4 separate regions of the Mus musculus genome follow, and regions 1, 2 and 4 are each linked to region 3. Evidence: chromatin contacts called from public HiChIP or PLAC-seq data. All regions are on one chromosome and are shown on one strand. The core of a region is the stretch at or near the end of the contact, and the rest is flanking DNA. Distances in the headings are between cores, read along the strand shown.

What was found. HiChIP or PLAC-seq counts read pairs in DNA pulled down with a chosen protein or histone mark.
Region 1: a contact with region 3 is called in a FOXA1 HiChIP or PLAC-seq map of pancreatic cancer cells. The contact joins the promoter of Sema4a here to the promoter of Gpatch4 in region 3. A contact is called at or near these places in 2 of 115 datasets of contacts at active chromatin or transcription factors (memory CD8 T cells and pancreatic cancer cells).
Region 2: a contact with region 3 is called in an HNF4G HiChIP or PLAC-seq map of pancreatic cancer cells. The contact joins the promoter of Arhgef11 here to the promoter of Gpatch4 in region 3. A contact is called at or near these places in 8 of 39 promoter capture datasets (the 3T3-L1 cell line, embryonic stem cells, hippocampal neurons and 4 more) and 1 of 115 datasets of contacts at active chromatin or transcription factors (pancreatic cancer cells).
Region 4: a contact with region 3 is called in a FOXA1 HiChIP or PLAC-seq map of pancreatic cancer cells. The contact joins the promoter of Lmna here to the promoter of Gpatch4 in region 3. A contact is called at or near these places in 2 of 115 datasets of contacts at active chromatin or transcription factors (embryonic stem cells and pancreatic cancer cells).

The regions. Positions count from the first base shown.
Region 1 is chr3:88,454,210-88,460,744 of GRCm38.p6, reverse strand. It overlaps Sema4a (sema domain, immunoglobulin domain (Ig), transmembrane domain (TM) and short cytoplasmic domain, (semaphorin) 4A), which reads left to right and starts at 4,984. Exons shown (of 15, transcript NM_013658.3): 1 at 4,984-5,197; 2 at 5,899-6,066. The coding sequence starts at 5,928.
Region 2 is chr3:87,614,347-87,620,342 of GRCm38.p6, reverse strand. It overlaps Arhgef11 (Rho guanine nucleotide exchange factor (GEF) 11), which reads right to left and starts at 2,784. Exons shown (of 40, transcript NM_001003912.2): 1 at 1,551-2,784. The coding sequence starts at 1,582.
Region 3 is chr3:88,039,900-88,046,135 of GRCm38.p6, reverse strand. Gpatch4 (G patch domain containing 4) reads right to left here and starts at 3,030. Exons shown (of 8, transcript NM_001110809.2): 1 at 2,957-3,030.
Region 4 is chr3:88,501,251-88,507,718 of GRCm38.p6, reverse strand. It overlaps Lmna (lamin A), which reads left to right and starts at 4,367. Exons shown (of 12, transcript NM_001002011.3): 1 at 4,367-4,971. The coding sequence starts at 4,616.

The DNA.
Region 1 (6,535 bases), core at 3,735-6,234, 410 kb before region 3:
AGCTTGGTGTCAGGTCACTCAACGGGTCCCTTTCCAACCACGGCTACTCAAGAACTAAAATCCCTCTTCTCCTGTTTGGCTAACTTAGCTCCAGCGTATGGCTGGGAGGAACCGGACGACATGGAGCCTAAGAGACGTAGGCACCACTTTCCTTGGATCACTGTGGCAGACAGTCCCTTCCGAGCCTCCCACAGACGGGGCTCACCTACCCTGGGAGTGAGGGTGATAGTGTCTCAGAGGCAAGGACCTCGATGGGGGTGGGTTCTGCTCCAACCTTGCTTTTTCCTTAAGTGCCTGAGAGAACACCCAGAGAGGGTACAGAAACCCCAGACCTAGAAGCAGGGCAGTGAGGGTGGAAGTTCAGAAACAGGAGCACGCAGGTGGCCCTGCTGAGTCTGCTTATGGAAAATGCCAGCACATGGCATGTCCTCTTCATCCCATCCTGGAAGGAAATGCTTACCCCATCTCAGCCTAGACTCAAAAGGGAACCGGGATTGGCCTGCGAAGCCCGCTGCCCTGCCTGGCCCCTCCAGGGCACTTACTTCCTTTTTCCTAAAAATACTATGAACTCTTCAGAGGAGCCAGGCTGCTTGCCATGGCCTGAAGAGTGAGCCCCCCTTTGACTTATGGGAGTCAGAGAGAGCAAGGGTCCAACCTGGGATCACACAGCAAGTTATAGATTGCCAGGTCGGTACCCAGAAACCCTGTTTCTTAGGACCATGGTGCCCAGTGGGCAATCCTGCACCTCTAGAAAGCCAACCTTTAGAGTTGGTCTTTCTCAGTTCCTCCCTGTCTTAAAGAAAGGCCCTGCTGGGACAGAAGGAGTTCTGATGTCAGGGTAACTCAAGAGCAGGCAGCTTTTAAAACTTCCCCCAAACCTCTGCTTACCTCTGTTGTTTCCCAAACAAGAAAGAATCCAGGTCATTGTTGTTTCTAATCTCCTGTTCCTATTTACCGTTAGACTTTTGGGAAGTTCTTTCTGAAGTCTGCCTCCTGTCTGCCTCTTACATCACAGGGTTTTTTTTGTTTTTGTTTTTGTTTTTGTTTTTGTTTTTGTTTTTTCCTTCTAGTTGGTCTCAAGGGGTATTGCTGAGGGTTTTCTGGAGACACCACTTTCTTACTTAGTAAGGTGGTTTAGGAAGGGAACACCAGACCTGAACCTGTGAAGAGTAGCCCCTCCCCCAGGGGTCAGGCTATTAATGAAGATGGTTTCCTAAGCATCTTGGTGGAGACCCCTGCATACATATATTTATGTTTGTATACATACTTATTGGTAAACTCCCGTTGTAGGTGGTTGGCTAGTATCCAGGTACATCTTCCTTATGCATTTTCAGTACTTAGGAAAGCCAGAGATAAAGAGAAACTGGCCATAAAAGGGCTTGCTTGCCTCACTGGTCTCCTATACCTGATATCTGCACATTGGTGCCCGCCTGAGGGTGGGCAAAGGAGCAGAGCAGGCACCCAGGGGTTGGAGTATCCCCCACCCCTTGCCACATCTGGGGTCCTGCCTCCACAAATGAGAATCCAGGAGCCACAGAAGTGGGGCACAGTGGGACAGGAGAGGAGGAGGAAGAATATGGGGAGATTCTAGTCCCTCCCACTTAGAGATGCGGTCGCCATGGTGACTAAGGACCAGTGAGGTGGGATGGGGTTGAAGATGGGGGTGGGAGGGTGGCGGGAAGGAGGCACTCGGAGACCGGAAAGCTGAGCGCCTGGCATTCCAGGGGGAGGGAAGCACAGCGGAATCCCGAGCTCCAGGTAAGAAGCAGGGAAGCCGCTGCCGACAGACAGTGCGGAACAGAGGGGCGGGCCATTGTCTGGCGCTGACTCTGCCCTGAGGAGGGGCAAGACAGAGAAGTCAGACCATTGTGTGTAATGCTCAACGCAGCTTCCAGCACTAGCCAGACTGAGAGAGGGAGCCCAAGAGGCACTGGGTAAGGGGTTAGGTTGATGGAGTGTGTGTGTGTGTGTGTGTGTGTGTGTGTGTGTGTGTGTGTGTATGGTGGTAAGAATTCTGGAGACCTGCAGGGACAGGAAAAGGTCCCTGGGCTGGGGGGTGCTAGGGACACAGACTGGGGGCATCTTAGTGGCCCCCCCTCCCCCACCCCACAGTAGGCATTCAAATCCATATAAGACGATTTGACTGGCTACAATCATAAAAAAGGGGCAGGGCCATGGGTTGAAAGGGGAGCTGGAAAAGGTTGTTTCTCAAGACCCTGCTCTCCTAAGGGTTGCCCCAAAGGTCCAGGAAGAGAAGGAGGCTGGGGACACTGGACATGCCAGGTCTCTGATGAAGCTAGGGGTGGCTTCTGTGCTGATATTCTTCCTCTGAAGAATCCGTGCAAGCTGGGGCAAGGGGTCGGATGAGGAGCTGACCCTCCACAATCCATCCCCCCCAAACCACCCCCACTCCCCACCTCTACTTTTGATGATTAAGTCCCACAGGAAGGGGCTACTCTCCTCTGTGGTTTGGGGGTTAGGGGAGGACTTGGGGGGACTGGAATCTGACAGAGGAGCTAAGTCTGATGCTGTGATTTCCTGGAGCTAACATGGTCCTGGGGTTTCCCCAGGCTGAGCTCCAGGGCTTACGGGAGAATTGGCTTGGGAGAGCAGGGGCAGGGAAGATGGCATTTTTTTTTTCTCTATAGCAGTGACTCCCAACCTTCCTAATACTGTGACCCTGTGATTCAATTCCTCACGTGGTGGTGACCCCAGCCATAAAATTATTTTCATTGCTACTTCATACCTGTGATTTTGCTACTGTTATGCTTAGCATTGTAAATGTGTGTGTTTTCTGATAGTCTTAGGTGACCCCTATGAGAGGGTCATTTGAACCTTTCTCCGCCCACCCACCCACACCCTATAAAGGGGGTCGCACCCCACAGGGTAAGAACCACTGTTTGCCTGCTGCCTGCTGCCCTTCCTGCCCTGGATGCTTCCAGCCACTGGCCCTGCCTTCCTCATTTGTGTAGTGAGGGAGGGTGTATGGCTTGACAGCCCTGAGTGTCCTGGAAGCAGAGCCTGCTACACCCTTTGTGGGGCCCAGTGTGAATGAAAACGTAGTCCTCTTTTTAAAAAATGATTAAGGCTTTCTCGAGGTAAGCAACAGCAGGAGGGAATACCCAGCATGGCCTCTTCTGAAGGCAGGACCCTGTGTGAGTGACAGGTGAGGCTCAGGGGTATGAGAGATGAGACGAGCTGGTGGGGCCATGTCCCTTTCTCCCCCTGCCTCTCTTCTCTTAGCTGGGCCTGAAAGGCACTGTGAGAGAGTGGGTGGCACCCCAGGGCTGGAAGCACCTAGGCTGAAGTTGACATCAGATGGCCTCTCTTCGGGGAGATTTCTGTTCCTTCTGAGTCAGGAGTCACCCTGAGTGATTGGTTCCTGGCTAGAGGAGAGAAAGCCCCTGCTCCTCCCACTCTGATGCCTGCCTACTCCCTCTGTTGAGCAGCTCTGAGCTGAGCTAATGCACTAGGGCAGGAGATGGGACTGAAGGAGCCAGCCATGTAGGGAGAGCTTCCGAATTAGACAGGTCTGAGGTAGATGGATGGACGTCAGGCTGTCCAGTCACCCCTGCTGCACTTCTGTTCTCTGTGCAGCAAGACTGTAGTGGAGCCTGCCTGCTGAAGTTGGGAAGCCTGAAGCCCCAAGTGTGAGCTTCTCACATTGTCCGAGGGCCTGGGAGAGCACTTGGTCTCCTGAGGACGCCCAGGGACAGGAAGAGAGTAAAGAAGGATGGCATTGGAGCTGCTCCTCTGGTCACAGCTCCTCCCTGTGACCCAGATAGGCCAATCTGTCTCCAAAGAGAGGCCCTGAGGTGGTGGCTTCCCAAGCCTGATCTAGAGGTCAAGGAGACTCAGAAGTTTGTGTCAGCACAGGGAGATTGGCAAAGTCCTCACAGTGAACGGAGAGCTTGGGGGGGGGCGGGTCTTAGCAAGCTTTGACAGATGAAGCCATCAGGAGGGTCTGTGTGAGCCCAGCTCCTGGGCCACACTGGAGAACGGAAGCAGAGGGGAAAGCATGAAGGGAAGGCCAAGCAGGCTCTACCGAGGAATGCTTTCCGTCTAGGAGCTGTAACTGGAAGGGTGGAGGACAGCCTACAGTGGGGACCATCCTGGCAGTGAGGATGGTGTTTACAGTGAAGATAGGGTATGTCCTGGAGGTAGACCAGCTTGGGTCACTGTGCTCTTTAACCTGAAGTCAGCTGACCCGGGAGAGTGGGCAGCAGCCCAACCACTCTTTATTGGCCTAGGAGCCCTTGGTTACTCATTAACCCTGCGTTATGAGGTCTTCCTGGAACCTTTGGGGAGGAGGAACCAGCCACCATGCCAGCTGGGTGCTTCAGCTCCAAAGCGTATCCCAAGAAGCACGCGTTCAAATGGGGAATTTCTCCAATTTCCCACTGAGACGTCAAATTACTAGGGCTTCCTCAGCAAAGTCATAGGGAAAAACCAAAAAACTAATACAAATGTAGGATTTTTATTTATTTTTTATTTTTTTGATACGGGGTTTCTCTGTATAGCCCTGGATGACCTGGAGCACACTCTGTAGATCAGGCTGGCCTCGAACTCAGAGATCTGCCTGCCTCTGCCTCCCGAGTACTGGGATTAAAGGTATGCCTCGCCACCATGCCAGCTTTAAACGTGTTATCTTTCAAGAATGTGGTCCTACTGGGTGTGGGAGGTCGGGAGGTCTCAGTATGTGGCAGTGGGGGAACCCCACAATGGGGTCAGAGAGAGAAGGAATAGGAGAGAGACGGTGTCATACCGAGCTCTCTTGAGCAAGAGGAGTCTGCAGCTTGGGCTGGTTAGACTGGAAGTGGTGTGCGGGAGAAACAAGGGCATCACTGAACTGGCCGGGAAGGAACTCTTAATTTCTGGATAGACTAAGGAGGGAGGGAGGTGTGTCTCCTGCAAGGCCTTCAAGCCTCACCCCCACTCCCACACTCCACCAGTCTCCCCGCCCTGATCCACCAACTTCCGCCCAAGCCAGCCAGGATCTGTCACAACTCGAGGTAGAAATTCTGGTTTCCCTGGCCTGAAACCCACACTGGCTCTGGCAGGATGGGTGCCTGGAGGGCCGCGCGCCCGTTCCAGCCAGGCTGAGCCTGCTTGCCTTGCCTGGACCCCCTTCTTTGCCTCGGATGGCACCCTGATTCAGGGTTTGAACACAGGACTTCTCAGTGTGGCTGGCTCAAGGGTATGTGAGATGAGGCGGGGGCGGGGGAGGGGTGTGAACCTGCATTCAGTGGCCATGGGGGAGGCTGATTGCGGAGCTCTGGGGAGGCAGACAGGGGGGCTGGAGAAGTTGAGAGTCTGCCAAGGACTCCTGCCCAGGCCACTCCCAGGAAATACAGAGGGCAGCCCCACCACAGTGGTAGATAAACTGGCACGCCCCTATCCCTAAGAAGAAGGCTAGATGGGCCCGATTAAGCAAGAGTCAGAGCCCCTGGGGGCTGAGGAGAGGGTAGGCTGTCTGCCTGGGTTGGGGTGAGTAGCGGGCATAAGGTGTCACAGCACAGGCCAGCCTGGGGAAATCTACCTTTTGCATACAGGAACTAGTTCCCTAGAAGACCTTTGCCCAGGGCCAGAGATGATCAGAGCTCTGGAGCACGGGGCCAGGAGATGCTGAGGGGGCAAAGTGGAAAGGAATTTTTCTGTGAGTCAGGTGAGAAATGGCAAGGTAGTTTTTTTAATGGTTAGGTGACCAGAGGCACAGCGTGGGCCACAGCAGCACCCTATGCAGAGGGCAGCAGGAGGCACCTTCAAGGCTGGGGATGGATGGAAGTGAGACTCTGAGGGCCCTTCCAGAGAGGAACTTCTGCCCCCTGGGGCTCTCCTATTGGCCCTCAGGAAGGGTGTGGTAAGCATGGCTAACCCAGAAAGTGCCTGTTTCCTCAGAACCATCTGGTGACCATCTCAGGCTGACCATGGCCCTACCATCCCTGGGCCAGGACTCATGGAGTCTCCTGCGTGTTTTTTTCTTCCAACTCTTCCTGCTGCCATCACTGCCACCTGCTTCTGGGACTGGTGGTCAGGGGCCCATGCCCAGAGTCAAATACCATGCTGGTAAGTGTCTAGTACCTGGGAGGTATGGATGGCACCATAGAGATGAAGGGGCTGAGGAAGGAGAAGGGTGTGCCAGAGGGGACGAAATGGCACGAAGAAACAGAGATGCCAGGGAGCCTGGGAGGGGCTGGGAGAAGAAGAGGCCACCTGAGGCACAAGTTGATCTGTAAGGGAAGGAAGGGTCACTGTGACCCTTTTCTGCCAACTCAGTGGTTTTTCTTTCCCTCAAATGTCAGTCACTAAGCAAGGAGCCTTAAACTCCTGACTGCTTTTTCAGTACCAGGAGCTGGAAAGCTAAAGCTCGCTCTAGATTGTCTGAGGAGCTGGAGGGCCCAAGCCAACTGCAGAGGTCACACCGGGCCAGATCCTGTCCAGGAGACTGGGCATCAGAAGGGATCCTAGCAGCTCACCCAGCCTCGGTGGTTTCTTGAGGAGGCTGTTCGGTTACTGACACCTTTAGTTCCAGGAA
Region 2 (5,996 bases), core at 1,535-4,034, 430 kb after region 3:
CAAGCTTCTAGAGGAACATCTCACATTAACCCAGAAGCCCTCACTGCCTCCTTCTCACACCCCTCAATTCCTGGTTCCCATCTGCTCACACCCCTGAACTAACAGAAATTATTCATCACCTCAAATCTTAATTTGAGTATACTAATCCCCCAGGTCTAAGAAGAGGGAGAGAAGGGCAGACATGCAAACCCTTCACCTTCTTACTCTGACAGCTTCAGTTATCCTTTCCCAGGGCCAAATTTCAGAAGACCACAATGGAAAAGGGAAGGGAGATGCCAGCTAGCCACATTGCCTCCGTGGTTGCCCGCTCTTCCCGACTGCAAGGCAGTTCCTTCCCCGCCCCCAACCCCCACTACTAAACAGATCTAACTGGGACCCTGAGACAACACAGAGGTGGTATTTGGGAGACATTATGTTTTAGGCCGCACTCCACAGTCAAAAGGAAATTACTATTAGCATGTATAGCCAAAGGTTAACTGACCCAGAGAGAGCAACTGCTGACTTACAGATAGATAGATAGATAGATAGATAGATAGATAGATAGATAGATAGATAGATAGATAGATAGATAGGTAGACTTCCAGATATTCCTTCCTACCTCACAAATACTAGTTTCCATTGGACTGTTAGTTTCCAACCACCTACCTATCTATCCAGTTAGGACGTATAGAATATCCACAAAACACACCTCCATAGAGGACTTTTAAGGAGGAAGGGTTGAAGAGGGAAAGGGGAAGGGATGGCCAGGCAGACACCTACCAAAGTTGTACTGCAAAGCCAGACCCAGCTCATGGGGGAAGGGGCATCATGTGCTTCCAGCTGATTTCAAGGGCCTAGGAGCCAAAACAACTCCTTCCGGCTTCAAGCAAAGGGAAGGCCTGTTTTGCAGAGTCAAGCTTATTGAGAACAGCTTGGAAGATTAAACCTGGAGCATCAATCAGCCTGTTGGTAGGTCTCAATTTAAACTCTCAACTGGAAGAAGAAATCCTAATGTGGCCTAAACATTTCCGAGCTCTATCAACCACTGGTGACACTGGTGACACTGTCCCAACATTTCAGGCAACAGCATCTTCCTCATTTTAAATGGGAACCACCCTACCTACCACTGTGCCCCACCATTCCATAACTATCAGCCTCATGGAGGCTCCCAGCCCTGTCAGCCGTCCCCCGACCCTCCCCAGATAGCTAAAGCTAGTCCCCACTCAGCCCTGTGGGTTCACATGAGCAGGTTTGGTCCAACCTGATCCCTAGGCTAGCAAGCTGGGGGACTCAGAGTGAGCCTTATACCTGGTGTAAGGTAAAAGCCACAGCAAGCATCACCCCCTCCTCTCAGCCTCACTGCTTACTGGTTAGAAAGGACACACAACTATGGGGTACATTTTGAACATGAACACACACCGAGGGTACAGAAACATATATACTGACACACTGACAGTCCTCATAGACCACAGCCTATCTATCCCACAGCCCAGCCAGGCAAACACAACACTTCCCCCCCAGTCATTTTAATAAGTGTTGGAAAAAAAAAATCCTCAATTATTTAAACATACCTGTCTATACTATGGGGCAACCGTATGCTCATGGTTTCTCCGTGTCTCCACAGTTCTGGAATCCTGTAGTTTCTTTGGGCGTCTTGATCAGGCCTGAGTCCCTTGCAATTTTGAAGGAAGGTGAGAGGAAGGCCTCCCAAGTTGAAGACTGAATCCTTGTTTCTTCCAGCTGTCAGGACCCTGGTAACTGCAGTGCTATTCTGCTTCTATCGGTTAACATGGTCTCCTCCTTCCTTCACCCTTAACCTTCCCCTCCCTCGTCTTAAAAAAGAAAATGAAAAGAAAAAAAGAGAGGAAAAACTATGACCTTCTTAGAAACCAAACTGTTAACCACAAATCTCTTCAAGGTTAGCCCTACGGGCTAAAAACTGAACCACAGAAAGAATCTGACTTCAAAATATCAGTCTTAGTTGCAGACAGATAAAAGCCATCCTTTCAATCCAGTTTCCCCAGCTGTCCTTCTGTTGACAGGGAAGCCTTAAGCTCCAAAGGTTGAAAAAAAAAATCTCTGGTTTCCAAATGCTTAAAATGCCAACAGCAGAATTATTCCAGGGAAGGAAAAACAAAAACAAAACAAAACAAAACAAAAAGGCTGAACAAATCCGAAATGGCACTTGGGAGAAAAATCTTCCAGACGATTTGCACAGTTAAAATAAATAAAACCACACAGCAGTATGTACACAACACGGTCCAGTGCAGCCCTGGGAAGCAAAATTTGCGGATTTCTTTTAAAAATCAAAACAAAACAACCATCTTCTTCTACAGTAAAGGTTTTTGAATTCTGAAATGAACCAATTGTGCAGACACACACACAACAATCACAAAACACCTGAAGCGCAATGCTTTCTACCTTCAAAACGGTAGCATTGGCCAAACCCCCAGGAAATCTTAAACCTTCTTTTCCCTTTCGACTTGCAGGTTCCTCCACCTAACCCAGCCTCAGATCGGCCTTTTTCTCAGACAATTTCCTCAGTCAGCTCTGTGTGCTCCAGCACGTCCAGGCTCCGAAAGTCTCTCTCGCCGCAGCGCTCTGGAGCGGTAGTCCCGCTTCCCCCTCGCCCGCCGATCGTGTCCGGCGACCCGCTCCTAGTATTGTTGCGGCTCGGTTAGGGCCAGGGCGCCCTCCACAGCGGCGCGGAGAGCCCGGGCCGCGGCCTCGGCCTCCGTGCCCACCCGCCCGCCAGCCACAGCCTCCCCGCTCGGCCGCTCCCGGCGTCCGCGTCGCGGCCGCTGCGCTTCCGGCCCCGCCCCCGCGCGCGCTCGCTCGCTAAGGCCAAGCCCGCTGCCGCCGGCCGGCTCCGCCCCACCCCCGCTCCGCCCCGCCCCGCCACCGCCCCGCCTCGCCCCGCCTCGCCACAGCCCCGCCACGGCGGACTCCGCTCGCCCGGGCCGGCCGCTGGCTCCTCCTTGGCGCCGCCCGCCCTTTCACAGCCCCGCGCGCCCCCGGTCCGCGCGCTGCGGCCTAGCTGCTCCCGGTGCTGCTGTCCCAGAGACTCGACCTTTGTTTCCGCAGTGTCCGCTGGCCGCGCCTCTGTCTGCGCTCTCGCTGCGGTCCCGTCCTCCTCTGCCCGTTTTCACTCATTTGTCGCGCTCCTTTCCAAGTTACCAGGAACCCTCTTAGCTGTGCCCTCGCCCCTCTGAGCACCCACCGTCTCTCCCCTCGCGGCTGTACTCGATTTAGCTTGGGTATCTTGTATGGCTCTGCCTTTTAATTTCAATGCAAAAGCCTTTGCAGGGCAATGTTATTTCGATGACACACACCCCCTTCGTGAAATCACGGTTTCTAAATCTCTTCAAGTAACTGTCGGAAGTCAGAAGTAAAGATTGAAGTAAAAAGGAGACTTTTCCAGTACAGGTTGATGAATACACTTTGTTATTTTGTGTGTGTGTGTGTGTAATATGTGACTTCCTGGTGAGACCAGACATCTGTTAACATTAGATAGTGCACCAACAGTTTTACTGAAGCCTGTTCTCAACAGCCAGTGGATTTATTGGGGTTACTTCTAGGAGTACAAACCCCTAAAGGCAGAGGCACCAGCAAAAACCCATCTCCGCATGGATGAGGACGGTGGACTACTGACCTCTACCACTAGAGCTATTGGAGTTGATATTGTTTCTATAACCGTGGGGAGCAGCACTGTGACTCTTGAAACAACTTCTTGAAATTTCTGAGTGCTTGCCATCTGAACCTTAACAATTGCTGCGCTCTTCCACAGGTGTGCTTGTGGAGCCCAGAGGACAAGTGTGGGTGGCATTCTTCCTCAAATGCCAAACAACCTCACCCCTTCTCTGGAGCCTGGTCTCTCTCCACAGCCCCAGCTTGCTGAGTAGGCCAAGAATGGCTGGTGAGTAAGTGCCACCCTCTTACCCTTCTCAGCATTGTGAGAGCAAGTTCACAGCCACCCAAACTCAGCCTCTTTATGTGTGTTCTAGGGGGTTGCTGGGTAGCAGTTTCCACTCAGAACCTTCTCTCTTGGAGAGAAATCCTATAAGACATAGGATATGAAAAGGGAAGCGAAACATATTTTTTAGGCAAAATGTTCGAAGGAGAGGTAAAACATGCTATCCCGTGGAGAAGCTCCTTCAGACAGGAAGTACAAACTCAAAACAGCTTCAGAAGGTTCCTGAAACTGACTAGATTCACTAGACCCCTCCCTCCCCAAGCATATGTAATCAATAAGAACGATTTAGAATCATCCTCAGACAATCCAACTTTAAGACCAGCTAAGCAGCCTGGAAGAGGCTCAGAACAACTGAGCTACCTACCTAGAGAGAACACTACAGTATGGTGAGCTGCTGTAGAGTGTGCAGTGTGCTCCAGGTTTCCAGCTTTGGTGGGATGCTCTTTGGGGATGCTACTGTCTTTAAGTCATTTCTGTTCCTATAAGAAAGACCCTACCCACGTTTCTGTAAGCAGCCCTAATAAGACTCATTGGTTCCCCAAATTGGACTGTGGTGGTCTCTATACTGTGTTCTGCTCTTAGTCCCTTTCTGGAGTGGGTAGATACTTGGTTACATCTTCTCAGGAAATGTCTGTCACACAGTAGGGTTGAACTTGTACTTGCCATGCATGTTTTTACTAAGCCTTATCTCCAGATGCTTGTATCTTTGTTTTGAGATAGTGTTTTCACTAAGTATCTCAGGCTGCCCACAATCTCTGAGCAGTCACATATGGGATTTATTAGACTGGTTTACTGGTTGTGGTCCAACAGTAGCTGTCTTACCAATGGAGGGCCAAAATAAGAATCCAGTAGCCATTCAGTCCACAAGGCGGGATGTCTCAGATGGTCTTCACTATATACCAGAATCCTGAAGAAGTAAGCTCTAATGCCAGTGGAGAAATGGATTTACCAGCAAGAGTAAGATCAAGCAGGCAGAGAGAGAAAGCTTCCTTCTTCCATGTCCTTTATATAGGCTGCTACTAGAAGATATGACCCAGATTAAAGGTGGATCTTTCAACTTCAAAAGATCCAGATTAAAAGTGGGTCTTCCTACTTCAAATGACTTTATTAAGAAAAAATATATATATATCTCAGGCCAGGCGTGGTAGGATGCTTCTTTAATCTTAGTGCTCAGGAGGCAGAGGCAGGTGGATCTCTGTGAAACAGGTACCAGGACAATCAGAGCTACACAGAGAAACCCTGTCTCAAAAACACAAAACAACAAAAACAAAGAAAGAAAAGGAGGAGGAAGAAGAAGAGGAGGAGGAAGAGAAGAAGAAGGAGAAAAAGGAGAAGGAGGAGGAGAAGAAAGAAGAAAGAAGAAAGAAGAAGGAGGAGGAGGAGGAGGAAAGGAAGGAAGGAAGGAAAGAAGGAAGGAAGGAAGGAAGGAAGAAAGAAAGAGAGAAAGAAAGAAAGAAAGAAAGAAAGAAAGAAAGAAAGAAAGAAAGAAAGAAAGAAAAAGGAAGAGGAGGAAGGTCCTTCATAGATGTACCAGGCCACCTGGGTTTTAGTTAATTCCAGGTGTAGTCAAGTCGACAACCAAGAATAGCCATCACAAGTTCACTCCTTGTCAACTTGACACACAATCTTATCTCCTTAAGTCAGGCTTAATTTCTAAATGAAAACAATAACTAGGTCATAATTACATCTAACATGATAAAAACTATCCTACATACAATTAATTACAAATGCATTATATATTTAAACCATAATTATACCTAACATGATATAACTATACTCCATACACAAACGCATTGCAAATTTTAGAATAGATGGCATTATCTCTTTTAGTATCTCAAACTTAAATATTATAAACACTGATACTCTCTTCATTGATGTTACATCATATGATAAAGAAATCGAGGAACAAAAACCACAAATGTATGTACAAACACATGCTTAGCCAGGCGTGGTGGTGCACGCCTTTAATCCCGGCACTTGGGAGGCAGAGGCAGGTGGATTTCTGAGTTCGAGGCCAGTCTAGTCTACAGAGTGAGTTCCAGGA
Region 3 (6,236 bases), core at 1,781-4,280:
TTGTTCACATTGACATTTCAAGCAAGCAAACAAACACCCCAGGGGCTGGAGAGATGGCTTAGTGGTTAAGAGCACTGGCTGCTCTTCCAGAGGACCTGGGTTTGATTCCCAGCACCCATAGCACAACTCAGAACCTTCAGTTCCAGGGGATTAGGTACCCCCTTCTGGTCTCCTCAGGGAACCAGTCATACATGTGGCACACAGACATACAAGCAGGCAAAACACCTGTATACAAGAACTCTTTTTTGGTTTGTTTATTTATTGAATTAAGCCACTAAATCTGTAGTAATTTGTTTTGTAGCAATGAAGCTAATGCACAAGAGAGTGGCTGATAATAGGCTATTAGAAGAGAGGAAGTTATTGATATGATGTATAAAACAAGTTTTGGGGCCTGGAGAGATCACTCAATGGTTAAGAGCACTTACTGCTCTTGCAGAGAACACGGGTTTGGTTTTCAGCAAGAACAAGGCAGTTTACATCTCCCCACACCTCTTAGCATCCAGCATGCATTGGATGTACATAATACAAGTAGACAAAAACACTTGTATACATTAAATAATAAATGAATTTTAAAAAATTAAATAGCCAGTTATAGCACACCTTTAATCCCAGCACCAGGGAGGCAAAGGCAGGTGAATTTCGGTGAGTTTAAGACCAACCTGGTCTACAAAGTGAGTTCCAAGACAGCCAGAGCTGTTAAACAGAGAAACCCTGACTCAAAAAAAAAAAAATAATCAAAATAAAATAATAAAACAGTTCTGCCAGCCCTGTATAGTAGTGCACATCTTTAATCTCAATACTTAGGAAACAGACTAAGATCTCAGTGAGCTGGAGGCCAGCCACTTTTACATATGTCCCAGGTCAGTAAAGGGGGCTTTGTAAAAGCCTGTCTCAAATATAGATAGATAGATAGATAGATAGATAGATAGATAGATAGATAGATAGATAGATAATCAGTTCTATCAGTTTCAAAATGTGATCCAGGGCCCCCTTTGGGCTGGGACTTTTCCAGAGGCCTATGATGTCAACGTCTTTTCTCAGAAATCCTCCCACATTATTCCTCCCCCCCTTTTTTTATTTTTTGAGACAGGTTTCTTTGTGTAGCCTTGGCTGTCCTGGAACTAGCTCTGTATACAAGGCTGACCTCAAAGGCATGCACCACAAATGCCTGGCTCCCTCTATTTCTCATGACTGCATAGACTGTGTAGTTTCCCAGGTACCACACCAGTGATAACGATGCTTTGTTAAGGGACTATGCTCTTGTGTACTCTGGTGTCTAGGAATACTCTTCAATTCTGCATAGCTAAATGCCCCAAAGCTCACAAAACCTTATAAAATGGAGGCAGGGTGTTAGCAATCGTGACAGTCGAGTTTAGGAAGAATCACATGTCTATCCACCTTTCCATTAGGAAGGATGATTGCATGAAGCCCAAATGAAACGGAACTGTGAATACAGCAACACAAAAACGGGGTAAAGAAGTGGTCTTCTTGACCAAAGTGTGGACACTTAACCCCTTCCTAGAAATGGGAACAAAACACCCATGGAAGGAGCTACAGAGACAAAATTTGGAGCTGTGACAAAAAGATGAACCATCTAGTGATTGCCATATGCAGGGATCCATCCCATAATCAGCTTCCAAACGCTGACACCATTGCACACACTAGCAAAATTTTGCTGAAAGGACCCAGATATAGCTCTCTCTTGTGAGACTATGCCGGGGCCTAGCAAACACAGAAGTGGATGCTCACAGTCAGCTATTGGATGGATCACACGGCCCCCAATGCAGGAGCTAGAGATATTACCCAAGGAGCTAAAGGGATCTGCAACCCTATAGGTGGAACAACAATATGAACTAAGCAGTACTCCGGAGCTCTTGTCTCTAGCTGCATATGCATCAAAAGATGGCCTAGTCGGCCATCACTGGAAAGAGAGGCCCATTGGACTTGCCAACTTTAGATGTCCCAGTACAGGGGAACGCCAGGGCCAAAAAGGGGGAGTGGGTGGGTAGGGAATTGGGGGGGGTGGATATGGGGGACCTTTGGGATAGCATTGAAAATGTAAACGAGGAAAATACCTAATTAAAAAAAAATTAAAAAAAAAAAAGAAGTGGTCTTCTTGGATTTTTTTTGTTTTTGAGGGCTTACTAATTAGCCTGGCTAGCCTGGGTTACACTGGCCTGCCTCTCTCCCAGGTGCTACCTTGCTTCTTGAAATGGAAACAGAAGTAAAATTTAGATGCTGAGGTCACCATGCAAATACCACTTATTATAAATACCAAATTATTTCTGACTATTTTAACAGTAAGAATAATCATACCCCACACTTGTAGTGCATTGACTCACCACGAACCTGCTATTAACTGCTTCACATGGATTGTCTCATTGATGCCTGCCAACATCTTATAAGAAGGTATTACTTAGCCTTAATTTACAAAGAAGAAATCGAACACTGCTAATTCGAACACCAAACAACTGGCAAGTAGTGGATCCAGGATTGGTAGTGAAGCATTTCATGAGCAACTCACTGCTTTGTACCTTTACAGCTTCTTTCTTCTGCTGTAAGCCTTCCCCACATTCTATTTCTCATCACAGTAATTCAAAACCACACTTCCCGGAAGGCGGAGGCAAGCTTTATTTCCCAGCCCTTGAGAATCGTTCAGCGTTTCTGGACTGAAATGAGTGACACAGTAGGAATCGTTTTTTAACGCACTTGCAATGGGCCGGCGTGGGCAGACGCAGCCTGATCTGCGAAGGCTGCAAGTACACTGAGACGCGGTCTCCTTTCCAGCCAGTTTCCAGGGATGTCCAGAGCCACCCGTTTGCAGCAGCCTAGAGGACCAGCCGCCGCCTTTTCCTCCGGTTATAAATCCAAGCCCCGCAGCCACAGAGTCAGCAGGGTGGAACTACTCTCCGATCTTCGCCCTTGCTCCCGCCCCTGGGGAAAGCAAGCTCCTTACCGTCAGTGTACAGTCCTCTCCGTGGAAGCACGTGTGACACCCGACTTGGGTGCAGCCATCTTCCCGGAAGTGAACTTTGGCCCTTCTAGGATGCAGAAACCATAGAGACGTCCTGACAGTAGCCACTCCCCTGGATGTTTGCCACGGAAACTGAGTTCCAGGCTGGGTGCTAGTTTCCTTCCTGCAGTTGTTGGAAGCCAATGCGCCGCCCTAACCTCTGTTTCGGGTCCCCCACCCCCACCCCCACCCCCGACCCTATCCTGAGCTTTCCGGAGTTAGTGCCTCCCTTGAGGCAAGGACACTCAGGCTCTGCGTAGCGGGATCAGCACTGGTTGCACACTACCTTGTCCCTTTCGTACTGGGAACACAAGAACACTTAAGACTCGACCCTTAACTTGGAGGAGCATGTAGACTTGCTCCAAGAAGAGGAGACGAAAAGGGGTCCAGGGCACCGGAGCTGCAAGTACACCATTCCCACCAGCAGTTGTAGGCTTCTGCGGCCGGCCGGCCGCCCAAAAACAAGGGAAAAGAGCGTTTCATATTGCCTCCCCATATGGGAATAGCCATTTGCTTGTTATCTAGAACGCAATTACGGCAAAGGATATAATAAAGAAAATACACTGAGGGCAGAAGAGATAGCTAACCCATTAAGAGTGTTTCAGATTGAGTTCCCAGCACCCATATGGATTCCAGAGGATCCAACACCTTCTAACTTCTGAACTGCAGATGCATACATGCAGGCAACGCACACACACATATAAAATTACATCCTTAACAATTAATTAAAAAGAAAAGAAATTACAGTGGGGGATCTTCAAGAGCATCCAAGTCTAGTTACCAGTATCCATGTTGGGTGGTGACACATGCCTTTAATCCCAGCACTCGGGAGGCAGAGGCAGACGGATTTCTGAGTTCGAGGCCAGCCTGGTCTACAAAGTGAGTTCCAGGACAGCCACGGCTATACAGAGAAACCCTGTCTCGAAAAACAAAACAAAACAAAAACAACAACAAAAAAAGATGCACAGTATCCATGTTGGGTATTCACAGGTACCTGTAAACTCCAACTCCTGGGGACCCATGGCCTCTGCTGGTATCTATAAACATATACACAGGCCCACTCACAGAAACACATAATTAAAAATGAATCTTTAAAAAAGCAAAACAGAACAAAACAAAACAAAACCCATGATAGCAGAAACAGAGATGCAATGGGTGAATTCTGAAAATCATCCTACTACCCTGACCATGTCAAGAGAACGGGAGTCTTTTGTAACAAAAGAGTTATCTGGTCACATCTGTGTATCATTTGTGTGAGGCCCATATTAGGATAGTGTCTTAATTGTTGTGAAGGAACAACATGACCAAGGCAACTCTTCTAAGGAAAAAAAATTTAATTGGGGCTGGATTACAATTTCAGAGGTTCAGTTCATTATCATCGTGGTGGGAGGCATGGCAGCCTGCAGGCAGACATGGTGCTGGAGGAGCTGAGAGTTCTACATCTTAATCCAAAGGCAGGAGACAGGGACTGCCTTCTGCAGGCAGCCAGGAGGAGACTGGAATTCCACATTGAGCAGAGCTTAATCATGGGAGACACACACATCCTCTGCCAAGGCCACATCAATTCTAACAAGGCCACACCTCCTAATATTGCCATTCATTTTGGGCCAAACATTCAAACACATGATTCTATGGGGGCCAAACCTATTCAAATTCAAATCACCACAGGCAAATAGGAGCATCTCACTATCCTGCTAACCAATACATTTTTATAGCACCTCCTATAGTAGTTTGAGTACAAATGTCGCTAGGCTCTTATGTTTAAATTCTTGGTCCCCAGGTGGTGGAACTGTTGGGAAAGATTAGGAGGCATGGCCTTGATGGAGGAGCAGTGTCACTTTGAGGTTTCAAAATCCAATGTCATTCCCAATACTTTTCTCTCTGTCTTGTGCCTGTGGATCAGACATGAGCTCTCAGCTACTACTCCAGTGCTGTGTCTGCCTGTTTGCTTCTGTGCTCTTTCACGGTGGTCATGAACTCTAATCCAAAAAGGAATAGACAAGGCCAGCATGTCCTTAGATCCAGCTCTAGGTGTTTGCAGAGGGTATCACAGATGCTTGGTGTGTGTTATGGTGTGCATGTGTGCATGCCTGTGTTCATAGCACGTGGAAGGTGAAACCAGGAGAATCAGGAGTTTAAAGTCATACTTAGCTCTTCAGCAATTTCAAGGCCAGTCTGGTTACATGAAAACCGGTCTTAAGGGCAGAGCCAAGCCCATGCTCATGGATCACAGGTCATGTGGAGCCCAGTTGTTAAAGAATCGATCCTTCTGCCTTTATCCTTGCTGTTTTGCCTCTCTATTGGTTTCCTTGTTGCTTTATGAACAAAAGAGTTTTGCTACATAGTCCTGGCTAGCCTAGAACTTACTTTGTAAATCATGTTAGCCTTGAATTTGTAGCAATCTTTTGCCTCTACCTTTCCCCATCACCAAGCCCAGTCACACATTGTGGGTTTTACTGCTGAGATTTTACAGACAGGCTCTCAATTTCCTTCTTTTCTACTGGAATCAGGCATGATGGGACATACTTTATAATCCCACGTGACTTGGGAAGCTGGGGCAGGGGGATGGCTACAATCTCTAGGTTAGCCTGAGGTATGTAAAAAGACTATGTGGAAAGAAAGAAGGAGAGAGAGAGGAGAGAGAGGAAGAAGAAGAAGAAAGAGGAGGAGGAGGAGGAGGAGAAGAAGAAGAAGAAGAAGAAAGAGGAGGAGGAGGAGGAGGAGGAGGAGAAGAAGAAGAAGAAGAAGAAGAGGAAGAGGAAGAAGAAGAGGAAGAGGAAGAGGAAAAGAGAGAGAGAGAGAGAGAGAGAGAGAGAGAGAGAGAGAGAGAGAGAGAAAGAAAAAGAAAAAGAAAAAGAAAAAGAAAAAGAAAAAGAAAAAGAAAAAGAAAAAGAAAAAAAATTGCTGGACAAGGTGGTTTATGACTTTAATCCCAGAATTCAAGAGGCAAAGACAGGCAGATCTCTGTGAGTTCAAGGCCTCTCTGGTCTACAGATTAAGTACCAAGACAGTCAAACTTGTATAGTTAGATCCTATCTTTAAAAGAAAAAAAAAGTTAGGTGCATAGAAAGAAGGTTAGAGAGATGACTGGGTGGTTAAGAGCCCTTGTCTTTCTTGTAGAGGACCTTGGTTCTGAATTTCATTCCCAGCATGCATTTAGTAGCTCATCAACTATCTATTTCTAGAGGACAATTAACCCTCTTCTGGCCATCTTCTGACCTCC
Region 4 (6,468 bases), core at 3,118-5,617, 460 kb before region 3:
TACATTAGTTATTATTAGCATGCCTGTGGTCCTCTGCTGAGCCCATTCCACCCATCTGGGCATAGCTCTTGCTAAGGCCAGTGTCTCTGTATTATTGTTGGTTGTTTGTTTTGAGATAGGGTTTCACTACATACCCTTAGCTGGCTGCAAACTCAAGATGACCACCCACCTCTGCCTCCTGAATGTCATACTCCTGCCCTGACACTTGCTTTCCGTCTTCTCCTCTGCAAGCCCTGCAGAGCTGAACAGCTCGAGCCCTCCCCTTAGGCTCAGCATCAGGTCTCACCTCCACCTCCCATTTCTCCCATCCTGTCCCCTCCATTCACACCTTTCCCAGGGCCAGGCCACAGCTTCTGCTGCTTCTCAGTTTGGATCTCTGCACAGAGTTGCCCTGGCACAGGTCTAGTCCCTGCACCTCCCACACGGGCACTGGCAGAGGTGGTAAAGCGTGTCCTGGGTGTAGACAAGGCTGAGTATCTGAGCTGACTTCCTGCTGCCTCCTTGGTGTCTGATTAGGGCAATGGCCGACTGACATGAAGAATAGGGAGCAGATTTCCAACCCATGCAGTTTGTGGTCCGCCTTGGGACACACAAGTGTAAAGATGATAGAGGGGCTAGCTAGATGACAAGTAAAGGTCACAGGTCAACAAGCTTGGTGACCTGAGCTCAGTTCCCAGAACACACATGTGGGCAGAAGAGAACCTACTCCACAAAGTCATGCTTTGACTTTCTGCGTGAAATGTGTGCCCATATATGCATAGTGCTCACACACACACACACACACACACACACACACACTTATAAAACAAATTATAGGAGCTGTGTGTGCTGGGACATGCCTTTAATCCCAGCACTCAGCAGGCAGGCAGATCTCAGAATTATAAAACAGGCACCAGGATGTAGCTCCATTGGCTGAGTACTTGCCTCCCATGCACAAACCACAAACCCTGGGTTCAATCTCCAACATTGTATAGGCCAGGCATGGTAGCATACACTTGGGAAGTAGAGGCAGGAGGATCAGAAGTTCAAGTCCATGTACATGTATATGTATATGCGTGTCTGTTTACCTGTCTGTGCACATGTATGTGTGCGTGTATCTGTCAATGCACATGTATGTATATGTGTGTGTCTGCAGACACGTCTTGCACATGTGTGTGGTGCTAAGGAATGAGTCCCAGGCCTTTCCCATGTTACACAGTGCTCTACTGCTGAGCTATACTTCCAGTCCAGTCCAGTCCAGCTCCTGCCTCTGCCTCTTAAGTGCTGGGATTAAAGGTATGTACCACCACACTTGGCTCCCCAGTTCATTTTGTATGTGTTTTATTCATTATTGTATCCCTAGTGCCTAGAAAAAAACATGGCACACAGTAGGTTCTCAATAAATATTTGTTCGAACAAGTACATTCTCCATCTCTGCTGGAGGCACATCTGTCTCAGCCCTGAGCTGGCCTTTAGCAGGGAACTTTCTGCACAGTGTGTGTTACCTACTGTCAGAACTTCCTCGTAGAGGTGGAGGAAACTGAGCCCGTAAGACATGAGGTAACCCACCCAAGACTGACAGGCCAGATGCATTTCTTCCTTAGAGGGCACAGAATAGAACTTGGTGTGTACACAGATACCCAAGGCTCAGTCCCTCATGTTCCTCCCTCATAGCACTCCCAGGAGGAGGAGTTAGAGGCGGCCAGGCACACAGAGCAGCGCCCTCTGGTCCTGACGGCAAGCACCAAACAACCCCTCTGACTCCATGTTGGATTTCAAGAAGCTCCGGCCCCCAGACTTCTGGGTTCCATGTGGAACTCATTATCCAGTTTTGTGTTCCAGGCTGCTCTTTAATATACATTCTTCTCGGTTTGGACCCTCCCCACCCTTCTCTGCCAGTGGGAAGAGGCTCTTGTGACACCAAGCAGGGGAGTGCGGCTCGGCTCTGGCTCTGTGGCTTGGTTTGCAGAACTCCACGCCCTGGGAGCCCAGTCCCCAGGTCTTTGTCTGCCACTTTGCTCATGTGACAGTTGACCAGGGAAGGCAGGTGTAGAGTTCATGTCACAACAAGGAGAGGCATGGTTGAGAGCTGCTCATCTTCTGTCATGCCTGGCCTCTCCTGCTCGCTCGCGAAGCTCCTGGCATTGGTTTGTGCTTTCACAGAGGAAGGCAGACACTGGTCTTTGGGACACAGAATTAGGGATTAGGGTGGAAGGACTCCCTCTGAAGATCAGATTTAGGACTAAAGCCATCTTGATTGTAGTGGTGACACAGATACTTTGCTAAGAGCTCAGTACAGTTTGGGATGAAAGCCCTCCTTCGTACCTTTTCCACAAAATGGGGGCGGGTAGGATAAGAAGGGTTAAATGTGGTTTTGCTACTGAAGCCAGGAAGAGAAGCCAGGCCAGGGAGGGATTGGGGGGTGGGTAGGAAGGGCTGAGACAGCGGGAACAGGGAACAGCATGAGCCCCACTGCTCACGTTCCACCACTGGCTCACCCACCCGCCTCTGCTTCTTGGTTAGGAAGTAGGGGAGGGAGAAGCAGAAGAAATGGTTTTTGCTGTTGTTTTGTCTGGGAAGTTGAATGGCAACCACACAGCCCGAGGGACTACAGGGAAAGGAAGCCATGTCCTAGGTTCCCTCCCCTAGATGCATCCTGGGTCCTCACCACACTGGAGTCACCCTCACAGAAATAAGAACTCTCCCAGAACCCAGCGCAGTGGCAGTGGCACGTGCCTTTGATTCCAGCACTCTGGGGGCAGAGGCAGGCAGATCTTTGAGTTCGAGGCTGGCCTGGTGTACAAAATGAGTTCTAGGACAGCCAGAAGTTCATAGAGAAACTCTGTCTTGAAAAAACAAAGCGCCAGGCGCACGCCTTTAATCCCAGCACTCGGGAGGCAGAGGCAGGTGGATTTCTGAGTTCAAGGCCAGCCTGGTCTACAATGTGAGTTCCAGGACAGCCAGAGCTATACAGAGAAACCCTGCCTCGAAAAACCAAAAAAAGAAAAAAACAAAAAAACAAAAAAACAAACCCCCCCCCCACCACCAACAACAACAACAAAAAAAAAAACAAAAAAAAACAAAAAAAGCAGCAGCAACAACAAAATCTCTTAAGAGTCCCAACTCAAGCCCACTGCCTGGACCTGCAGGAACTGCAAGCTAATCAGCAATGGACAGGGGAAAGCACATGGCAAAAGGGGAAGGAACATGGCAGAAGGGGATGCCAGGGCCAGTAAGGCTTAGGCTAGGGTTACAGGAGAGGATTAGACAGCTGATCGGGAGTCTTTGATGGAGGCTGGAGACCCCGGGACATGGAACCAGGGGACCAGGTTACTGTATTGGGAGATCATCTAGTCAGGGCCCACCCAGAACTGGCTAGACAGGCATGCAGTGGCTGAGGAGGGGGTAGCTTTGCTGTTCTTGCTCACACCGTTTAAGATGGAACCAGGATGGAGACCCTGCATTAACAACCCTCTGACCCCGTTCCTCTTTTCAGGCCCTTCTCGAAGCCACAAAAATCTGGAACCTGGTGTCCTGGCCATGTGCTGAATGCACGCACAGCACAGCTCTGGTATCTGTTTTAAATTATCCATTAAAATAAGTACAGTCCTGGAAAAAAATAAGTACAGTCTTGGATTTGGTTGGGTGGAGTGAGCTGAAGAAAGGGGCTGAAACGAGGGATTTCAGCAGCCCCTTTTTCCAGCTGTCTAGGTCCAAATGAAAGGGGAGGGGGGAGTGGGCGGGGCCAACTTCTGGCTTCTATTCTTGGCCTTCTCTTGGGGACTGAGGCTTATTTCTTAGATCTAAAACCCAATGTTTGGTTTTAAAGCCAAAAATATAAGGGAAGTGCATAGGTTTGGGTTTTGTTTTTTGTTTTTTCCCGAGGTCCTTGATCTTTGCCCCCAAATTTGAGGGCATAAAGTAATCCCTCAGTTACCTAAAAACACAGCCATTCCTTTGCCATTCCACTCTCCTGGATTGGCCGCTTCTGTGCGCGGGGGAGAGGTGACTCACTATTACTACTGAGGAAAGGGGAGCCAGTGGTGGAAGTGGGGTGAGTCACTGATGGGCAGCAGCTTCAGCCCTCCCCCCAACTTCCTTGGCTCTCTGGGGATGCCTGATCCTCTCCCTCACTTTGCACCTACTTCCCCTGGTCCCTCACCACTACCCTTTGCCCACCCACTCAAATTCTTTGGCTCTGCTCTTTACTCCAGAAGGCCAAAGGCAAGCTTAGAGTTGAGTAGGCAGGAACCAACATTGTGAAGCCCCAGGCCAGAAAGGGGTGTTCTGCAGAGTGAGGGTTGGCATGCTGGCTCCTCCTCACCATACCTGCCCCCGCCCCTTTGGGTACAGGATGGCTCCTTTAAGAGCAGTGGATCCACCCCCTGTAGAGGAGGGCCTATTAGAGCCTCTGCCTGGCTGTCAGTGACTCAGTGTTCGCGGGAACGCTGCCTCAGCCTCAACACCAGCCAACCCAGATCCCGAGGTGCGCCAGCGCCCAGCCCAGATCTCCACGCCTGCCAGGAGCGAGCTTCGCCGGCTCGCTGTCCCCCTGAGCAGCCTCTGTCCTTCTGTCCAAGTCCCGCGCCCTTCTCGGGACCCCTGCCCAGCGGGCAGCACTGTCACCCTGCCGGCCATGGAGACCCCGTCACAGCGGCGCGCCACCCGCAGTGGGGCGCAGGCCAGCTCTACCCCACTGTCGCCCACTCGGATCACCCGGCTGCAGGAGAAGGAGGACCTGCAGGAGCTCAATGACCGCCTGGCCGTGTACATCGATCGCGTGCGTTCCCTGGAGACCGAGAACGCGGGGCTGCGCCTTCGCATCACTGAGTCTGAAGAGGTGGTCAGCCGAGAGGTGTCCGGCATCAAGGCGGCCTACGAGGCCGAGCTGGGGGATGCCCGCAAGACCCTTGATTCTGTGGCCAAGGAGCGCGCCCGCCTCCAGCTAGAGCTGAGCAAAGTGCGTGAGGAGTTCAAGGAGCTGAAGGCTCGGTGAGTGAGGCCCGGCCGGCCGGCACCAGGGAGGCAGCAGTCGCCTGTAACTGGCCATCTAGTCCCCTCCCTCCCCGGAACTGCCTCCCGCGGGTGACTGGCAGTGCCAAGGGTAATAGACATGATAGGACATAGAAGGGAGGGGGTCTCTGTGAGAGGGTGGGGGATATAAAGAGTGGTGGGGGCATTGAGACCAAGTAGCGTTGGTGACAGGGCCTATGCTGTCAAGGTGGGATTTTTCAGTCATTTGGAGCTTGGGGGATGGGCTTGAGGAAGGTAGAACAGGCTCTACCAGGTCTTGGAACTCCCGAACGCCGCCCGGGACACATCAGAATGGGTGAAAGGGTTTTATTAGAACTTTCTTGGTAGGTTTGGCACTTTGCCAATCTTGCCCAACGTGGCTCTGAACACATGATGTCCACTAAGACATAGCGCCCACACTGACATTTGTCCAGTGGTACTGTAATGGAGTTACCAAGGCTGCATAGCCCCTTTCTCCCATGGCTGTGTAAGCACGGCCTTCTCCTGGTTCTTTCTAGGAGCTGAGAATGTCTGGAGCTTTTCCTAGACTCTCAGGCCCACCAGAAGCACACCAGGAGATCTGCTCCCCCGCAGCTCCCACAGCCCTTGGCCTCCCTGGTCGAGGAATGCAAGGGAGGGTGGGGAGGGAGACCGGGCACAGAAGCTAATGGCTCTGGAAATTCTGTTATGCCTGAGTCGGGGACACCCCAGTCTGGGCCCTCTCTGTTTGGTGACTTAAGGGTTTTGGAAGCTCTGTCCTTTCCTTGCTCAGCCAGCGAGCCACTTTCATTTTTCTAGTCAAGCCAGACTTTACTCTGGCCCATCCTCTGAACTGTTGATGTCTTGATCTTACTAAACCTCTGGAATACAATGACATTTTTGAAATCCAGCCGTTAGGGAGCCTCAGGCCACTCCCATTGCACCCATCCCTACCCCACCCTACCCCACCCTACTTGGCTCCACCTACTTTCTAAAAAGGCTTTCCAAAGCCTGGAAGTTTGGGCTCTTGCTCCCTGTACTTCCATTTCGCTCTGTGTCTGTGGTCTTTTCTTCTATGTTGTAGACCCAAGACAAAGAGCTTTGGACATTGGACGTGCGCACTGATACCTAAGGGGCTGGTAGCTTTGACTTCTCTTCCTCTTTTTCCTTTTTGCATTATCTTCTGACAAAACCCACTGTGTATCTGTGGTTGGTCATTCTATTCCTTACCAGATTCCAGCCCTAGGTGGTGAGTATGGCAAGCCCATTGCCTCAAGTGTGAGCAGAGGTCATGTGCACAGATGGGTCCAGCTTTTCTTTCTGCTAACAGGAATTAGCTGCCTTTTCATCCATCCACTAGGGATATGAACACCTTATCAAGAAATACATGAGGCAAGTTAGAGGAGTCCCAGTGAGTTAACTAGTTAGTGATCTAAACTAGTTAAGTCAGCCACCAAAGCTCTTGCAGATCCTGGTGTAGAACTTGTATAGTAGATG